Regions from separate parts of the Zea mays genome. Here region 1 is linked to region 2. The links are chromatin contacts, called in public Hi-C maps. All regions are on one chromosome and are shown on one strand. The core of a region is the stretch at or near the end of the contact, and the rest is flanking DNA. Distances in the headings are between cores, read along the strand shown.

Evidence for each region. Hi-C and Micro-C count contacts between places; a contact is called where the count stands out from the background.
Region 1: a contact with region 2 is called in a Hi-C map of bundle sheath, with 2.1 times the contacts expected there. The contact joins the promoter of LOC100285261 here to the promoter of LOC100383170 in region 2. A contact is called at or near these places in 2 of 25 Hi-C or Micro-C datasets (bundle sheath and tassel).

Annotation. Positions count from the first base shown.
Region 1 is chr9:159,548,777-159,552,014 of Zm-B73-REFERENCE-NAM-5.0, reverse strand. It overlaps LOC100285261, which reads left to right and starts at 1,398. Exons shown (of 14, transcript NM_001158155.2): 1 at 1,398-1,479; 2 at 1,630-1,726; 3 at 2,050-2,133; 4 at 2,239-2,326; 5 at 2,423-2,527; 6 at 2,619-3,119; 7 at 3,221-3,238. The coding sequence starts at 1,444.
Region 2 is chr9:159,345,979-159,349,158 of Zm-B73-REFERENCE-NAM-5.0, reverse strand. It overlaps LOC100383170 (Protein kinase domain superfamily protein), which reads right to left and starts at 1,645. Exons shown (of 13, transcript NM_001175835.1): 1 at 1,093-1,645. The coding sequence starts at 1,515.

The DNA.
Region 1 (3,238 bases), core at 149-2,648, 200 kb before region 2:
GAGCACGCTCTTTGATTCTTGAGTAGCAAGCACATGGAAAGAAGAGTGAATCCCTTGGGAGTAGGGAGTGACCACCACCATCCAGATTCCGGGGCGGCGCTCTCTCTCACACTCAGTCAGGACTCAAAAGGCACGCGGAACAACAAGAGTCCTCCAAAATCCGTGTGGCGACTGTGTGAGTGTGACTGGCAGCCGTAGCTGCATTCCATTCCATTGCATTCCATTCCAAGTAGCTTAGCCTCCTCCTGGAAACAGTATAACAGAGTTGTTTATACATTGAGCTATAACAAAGTTGCTTTTTTACGTTGAGCTGCTAAGAACAGAGCAGCGCTAGTACAAGTAGAAGGAAAGCATCTCGAGTTCTCCAATCCAACTCACACACTCTGCTCGCCGTACAGGGATAGCGATGCAAGATCCAGCAGGCTGGCCGGAGAGGGAGAGACCAGTCTCTCCTCGAGCCCAAGTACGAAAGCGTATCAAAAGAAGAAAGGAACAAGGTGGGGGAAAAAAACTAGGGGGGCCGTATCATATATCTGGTGCCGAAAAACGCCCTTGGAACGGAGAAAAGCAAGGTCGCGGTGAAGTGTGAGCAGCCTCTCCTCTAGTGGTTCTGCTGGGACGACACCACCAGCACTGCAGTACCACTACTAGTTAGTAAGTACGCTGCTGCACACAACAATATTCTTTTTTCTCTCCATAATACTACAAATACTGCAGTATCAATGTGGCTGTCCCTCCTCTTTTCCGCTGATGGAGTTGAGATGTTCTGCACTACTTTTCCACCCCGAATCCGGATGGCACCCGTACCGTAGTGCTTGTATGCCTTCTTTCCCTTTCTTCTACTTGTACCTACATGCTACTACAGGTGTACTACGTATTTTGCTCCCCCCACTTGGTTTTGCAAGCAAGACCAGCGTAAAAGCAGAGGAGACTGTCAGATTCCTCTTTCGCTTTATTCTCCCGCCCAGCCTCACACACACGTAGTTAGTGTTGGGCTACTCACACATGACACAACTTCGCCTCCCTCCAAATACCCAGAGTTTTGAAGCAGGGAGGAAGGAAGACAGAGCAGAAGCAGAGCGCTCTCCGTCTCCGGTCCAGTATCTCCGCTCGCCCTCCTCCCTCCTCCTCCTCCTTCGCTTCAGGTTCAGGAGCCAGTTAGAACATTGGTGTTAGCGCGCGCTCTTTCCTCCAAGCAGAATCAAGATTTTGTTCCCATCCTCAAGTACTTACTCCTCCTCTCCCCCACTCTCCAGCCGTCCTCTCTCCTTCTCCATCAAATCACAGGCTTTGTTTATAGGGAAAAAAAAACAAACAAACAAACAGTTGTCTCTGCGCCCGCCCGCCCGCCTTGGCTTCTTCTACCTACATCAGCTGTCCATTTCGCAGCACGCAGCAGCAGTCTCTACGCTACGGCTGCATGAGTGTTAGCTAGCAGCAAGGATGAGAGATGGCAGCAACACCACCAAGAAGAGCAAGGTATCTTCCGACTCCTCCCTCCCCTCCACCTTCACTCAGCTCTGCTGCATTTCTAAAAGTTAAATTACTAGTACGTCCCTCTCCATGCTCCTCCATTTTTGCGCCGTTCCTTGATGTTTTTGCCTGCTGCGGTGCCGGTGCGGCTTGTAGCTGTCGTGGTCCAAGAGCTTGGTGAGGAAGTGGTTCAACATCAGGAGCAAGGCCCACGACTTCCACGCCGACGATGTGGCCGCGATTGGTAGGACAGGTACGCGTTTCTGTGAGCTAGCTCTCGCCCTGTGCGCGTTTGTATCGTACGTATTCGTAGGCCTGGTTGCCCCCCCCCCCCCCCCCCCCCCCCCCCCCCGCATTGCTCCGGCAGTGAGCTCGCCATCTGTCTCATGAAGATCAGTTTTGCTGTCTCTTCAGCTTCTCATCTTTCTTGTCTTGTTCTTTCTCTTTTTCTTTCACCAGACACACCAGCTTTCCTGTGTTTTTTTTTCTTCCCACGAGCTCTTGTTACCAAGATATTGATACAACGCGCTGCTATCTTGGATTGGATGTTGCCTGATCGATGGTTTCTTGCTTCAGTTGCAGGAGGGGGCGATGACGAGTGGAGGAGGGGCAGCAGCTTCACCCGTAGGGAGCCGAGCACAGTGAAGAAGAGCAAGACAGGTGAGCAGAGTATTAGCAGGCTACGCCAAAGGCTTGTCCTTTATTTGCTACCTGGACTGTCACATTTCTGAATTGTTTCTTCGATGCCGTCGCGCGTTGATTCAGAGAGGTCCTCGAGGAGGAGCAATGGGCACTCGAGGCGGGGAAAGATTGACCTTGATGCCGCCGAAGCCACAGTGACATTGGACTATAGGTATACTACTGCATTGCCGTTGCAGAGTTAGTGCTCGTCGTACCCACCATTTCCAAAACTTAGACGGTTAGGTAACTTCTCGTGTGCTTGAAGTAGGATATTTGTTGCTACATGGAATGTGGGCGGCCGTTCCCCGCCAAATAACATGAGCCTCGAGGACTGGCTCCACGCTGCACCTCCTGCTGACATCTATGTCCTCGGGTACTTGTGTACATCTCGATCACGATTCTTGTGGCAGTGCTATTAATCAAGTAAGATTTCACCGGGTTTGTTGATGCTATTGTTTGTCTAGGTTTCAAGAAATTGTTCCACTCAATGCCGGTAACGTCCTTGGGACAGAGGACAATGTTCCAGCGAAGAGGTGGGTGTCACTGGTCAGGAGGACACTGAACAATTTGCCAGGTACTAGTGGCAACGGGAGCTTCCGGACACCATCTCCGGCTCCTAACCCTGTGGTGGAGATCGACGATGATTTTGAGGGTTTGTCATCGAAGCAGAACAGTGCAAGTTTCTTCCATCGCCGGTCTTTCCAGGCTGGGCTTAGTCGGAGTTTGAGGATGGAGGGTGACATTCTTGCTCCTCAGCCAAGGCTGGAACGTCGGTACAGTGTCTGTGACCGAGCAATCTATGGCCGTAGGCCTAGCGACTATGAGAACAACTACCGATGGGGTGGATCGTCAGATGATGAGAATAATACTGGAGAGTCACCGAGCACTGTGTATTCACCAGTGTCGTACGGTTACGGCAATGCATCATCTCTGGAAGATGGTCAAAGACGGCCTGGCCAAACTAGGTAAGTTTTGTTCTGAAGTTATTCATTCTTGAAGCTGGACTCCATCGTCCCATTACTAGCTATGTGAGTTAGTGTATTTCTTGTGGTAACTGGCTGTTCAGATACTGTCTGGTGGCAAG
Region 2 (3,180 bases), core at 396-2,895:
CCATGATATAGACCATCTAGCATGCATACGGCTTCTTCCTTTTTTAACCTAGGTTTTTGCATGCCCTGGTTGCCTACAAAGGTGTATATTTTTGTACCCATTTCTCAGGAGCAGAAGTCTTTTCTTTTTGTTATCTTTTTTCCCTTCTAACAGTGGCATTGGAAGCAATCCAATTTTTCCTAGTAGTGGCACACAAAAACCAATCATTTTGGCTTTACCACTGCAAATACCTCAGTATATTTTGTGTGCATGCAAGCAGCCCCCAAATAATAAGTAGCATTTCCATTTCTCCATGTATTATTTCCTACTCCTAGACTGAGGTGGATCATAATAGCAAGCAAGAAATAAGGTAGTATCTCAGTGGTGACAAAATTTACAAAGGTCGACAGCATTAATGTGTGTGTAGGTTTCCCAAGTGTACCTAAATGACAACGGGGAGACCAAGACCACTATTTGGTTCGTCAAGCAGACGCCATAAATAGGAATTAGTGATGATTCAGCAAACTAGTGCTTTAACGGATCAGCGTAGCATGTACAGAAAAAAGGCTGCTTTATGTGATCTAGGAAGCCTATAATTGGTGGCTTCCACGGGGCCTCAACCTAATACTTCCTCTAATCACAAATTCCATTAGGACATCCAAGTGGTCTTCAATATGACAATTTGATTAGTGATCAAACACATGTTATCTTAAATAGAAAGAGTTATAAGAAAAAAAAAACATTTCACAATGAATCAAGCAGCGCCAATCTTGTGTTGTCAATCTATGTGATTGTTCGTCAGAACTAAAAGATTTGAATTAGGCCATAGTTAAATTATGTTGGTGATTGGAGGAAGCATCTTCTATGACTAAAACCAATGGTCAGTAACAATCAGGAAGCTTATGGGTGGTACATGCGTTTTTTCGCTATGTGTGATTCCCCATGCTATGGGCTAAAGTGAAGCTCAATTAGGAACTAGACATAAAAGTCGAGGCAGTTGAATGAAGTAGCACAAACGGTTTCAACCTAAAACCTCACAAGCAACTAGCAGGTGGAGGCGCCCAAAGCCGAGTATTATTATATATCGATGGTTGTCCCGATTGCAAGGCTCACCCAATATCGGCGGGAGAGGAACTCCGCGGTGTGGGTCTCGTCCCGGTGGGCGGCGAAGCGATCGAGGCTCATGAGCTTGGCCTTCCTGATCTGCTCCCCGTCCAGGCCCCCCGCGCAGTCGCTGTTGGAAGACGCCGACAGCGCCATGGCAAGCTGCATCTGGAACTCCTCTTCCGACGATATGTAGTCCTCCCCTCCCGCTCCAGCCGCCGCCGCAGCAGCAGCAGCGCCCGTGGGCGTCGCCGCCGCGGAGGAGGGCGAGGGCGAGACCGGCGTAGAGACGGAGAGCGCCGGCGCCGGCGCCGTCCCCGACGGGGAGCTCGCGGGCGGCGGCCCCGACGTCTGCGGCGGCGGCGCCGCCGGGGACGCGGGGTCGTTGGACCGGTGCTGCCACCTGATCTTACTCTTGAACAGGCTCTTCATCCCTCCAGGCTCCCCGCTAGCTCGGTGGCTAGGGTTTGCTTGCGTCGAGCGTTTCCGCGTCCCGGTCGGCGAAGGGGAGACGACGACTCGTGACGAGGAAGCGACGGGCGAGGGGGTGGAAGCGGGGAGGAGGTGGGGACTGGCCCGACTGGGGATGGGGGGGCACGGGAGGAGTGCGAACTGCGAAGGAAAGCCGAAAGCGGGGGAGTCCTCCTGCGTCTCCGAGGGGTGTGACTGCAAAATGGCGTGGCTGCGTTGTTTCGGATCGGATCGGATCGGATCGGGTGCCGGGTCGGGTCTGCGCGGCAACTGGCCTAGTGGTAGTGGTGATTAGTTGAGACTTGAGAGATGAGAGGCATGGGATTTGGCATTAATTACCGAAGCAACCACCGGATTAGATTAAGCACTATTGAGAGGCATGGGATTTGGCATTAATTACCGAAGCAACCACCGGATTAGATTACGCGGAGAGGAGATAGAGAGACGGGGACATGAACTGAAACTGAGCGCCGACACGGCCGCCGATGGTGGGTAGATTTCTTTTAGCAATATCAAATTAAAGTAAGGATTCGGTTATTTCCATGACTTATGATGACTTATGGATTGGAAGGGATTAAAAAAATTACTAAGAATTTTGACTTGATATAGATTTTGTCGGAGACCATAATTAGGGGTACACTCAAGACTCCTAAATCTCAGCCGGTAACCCCCATCAGCACAAAGCTGCAAAGGCCTGATGGGTGCGACTAAGTCAGGGATCGGTCCATTCGAGGGACGCGATCACGCCTCGCCCGAGCCCAGCCTCGGGCAAGGGCAGCCGGCCCCGGAGGATCTACGTCTCGCCCGAGGACCCCCTCCAGCAACGGACACACCTTCGGCTCGCCCGAGGCCCAGTCTTCACCAAGAAGCAACCTTGGCCAAATCGTCATGCCAACCGACCAAATCACAGGGGCATTTAATGCAAAGGTGGTCTGACACCTTTATCCTGACGCGTGCCCTCCAGTTGACAGAGCCGAAGTGACCGTAGTCACTTCGCCGCTCCACTAACCGGCCTGACAAGAGGACAGCGCCGCTTGCGTCGCTCTGACTGTTGTGCCACTCGACATAGTGAGGGTGACAGCAGCCAAGTCCGGCCCTAGGCGCCATGGGAAACTTCGCTTCGCTCGACCCCAGGGCTCGGACTCGGGCTCAGCCCCGGAAGACGACGAACTCCGCTTCGCCCGACCCCAGGGCTCGGACTCGGGCTCAGCCCCGGAAGACGACGAACTCCGCTTCGCCCGACCCCAGGGCTCGGACTCAGCCCTGGCATCAGCCGACGGTCTCCGCCTCGCCCGACCCAGGGGCTCGGATTCGACCTCGGCCTTAAAAGACAGACTCGACCTCGACCTCGGAGGAGCCTCCACCTCGCCCAACCCAGGGCACGGACCGACCACGTCAACAGGAGGCGCCATCATTACCCTGCCCCAAGCTGACTCAGGCTACGGGGAACAAGACCGGCGTCCCATCTGGCTCGCTCCACTATACGAGTAATGATGGCGCCCCGCACGCTCTATGACGACGACGGCTCTCAGCCCCCTTACGGAAGCAAGAGGACGTCAGCAAGGACTCGACAGCCCCGACAGCTGTACTTCCGCCAGGCTCCGGCGCTCCTCCGACGGCCACGAC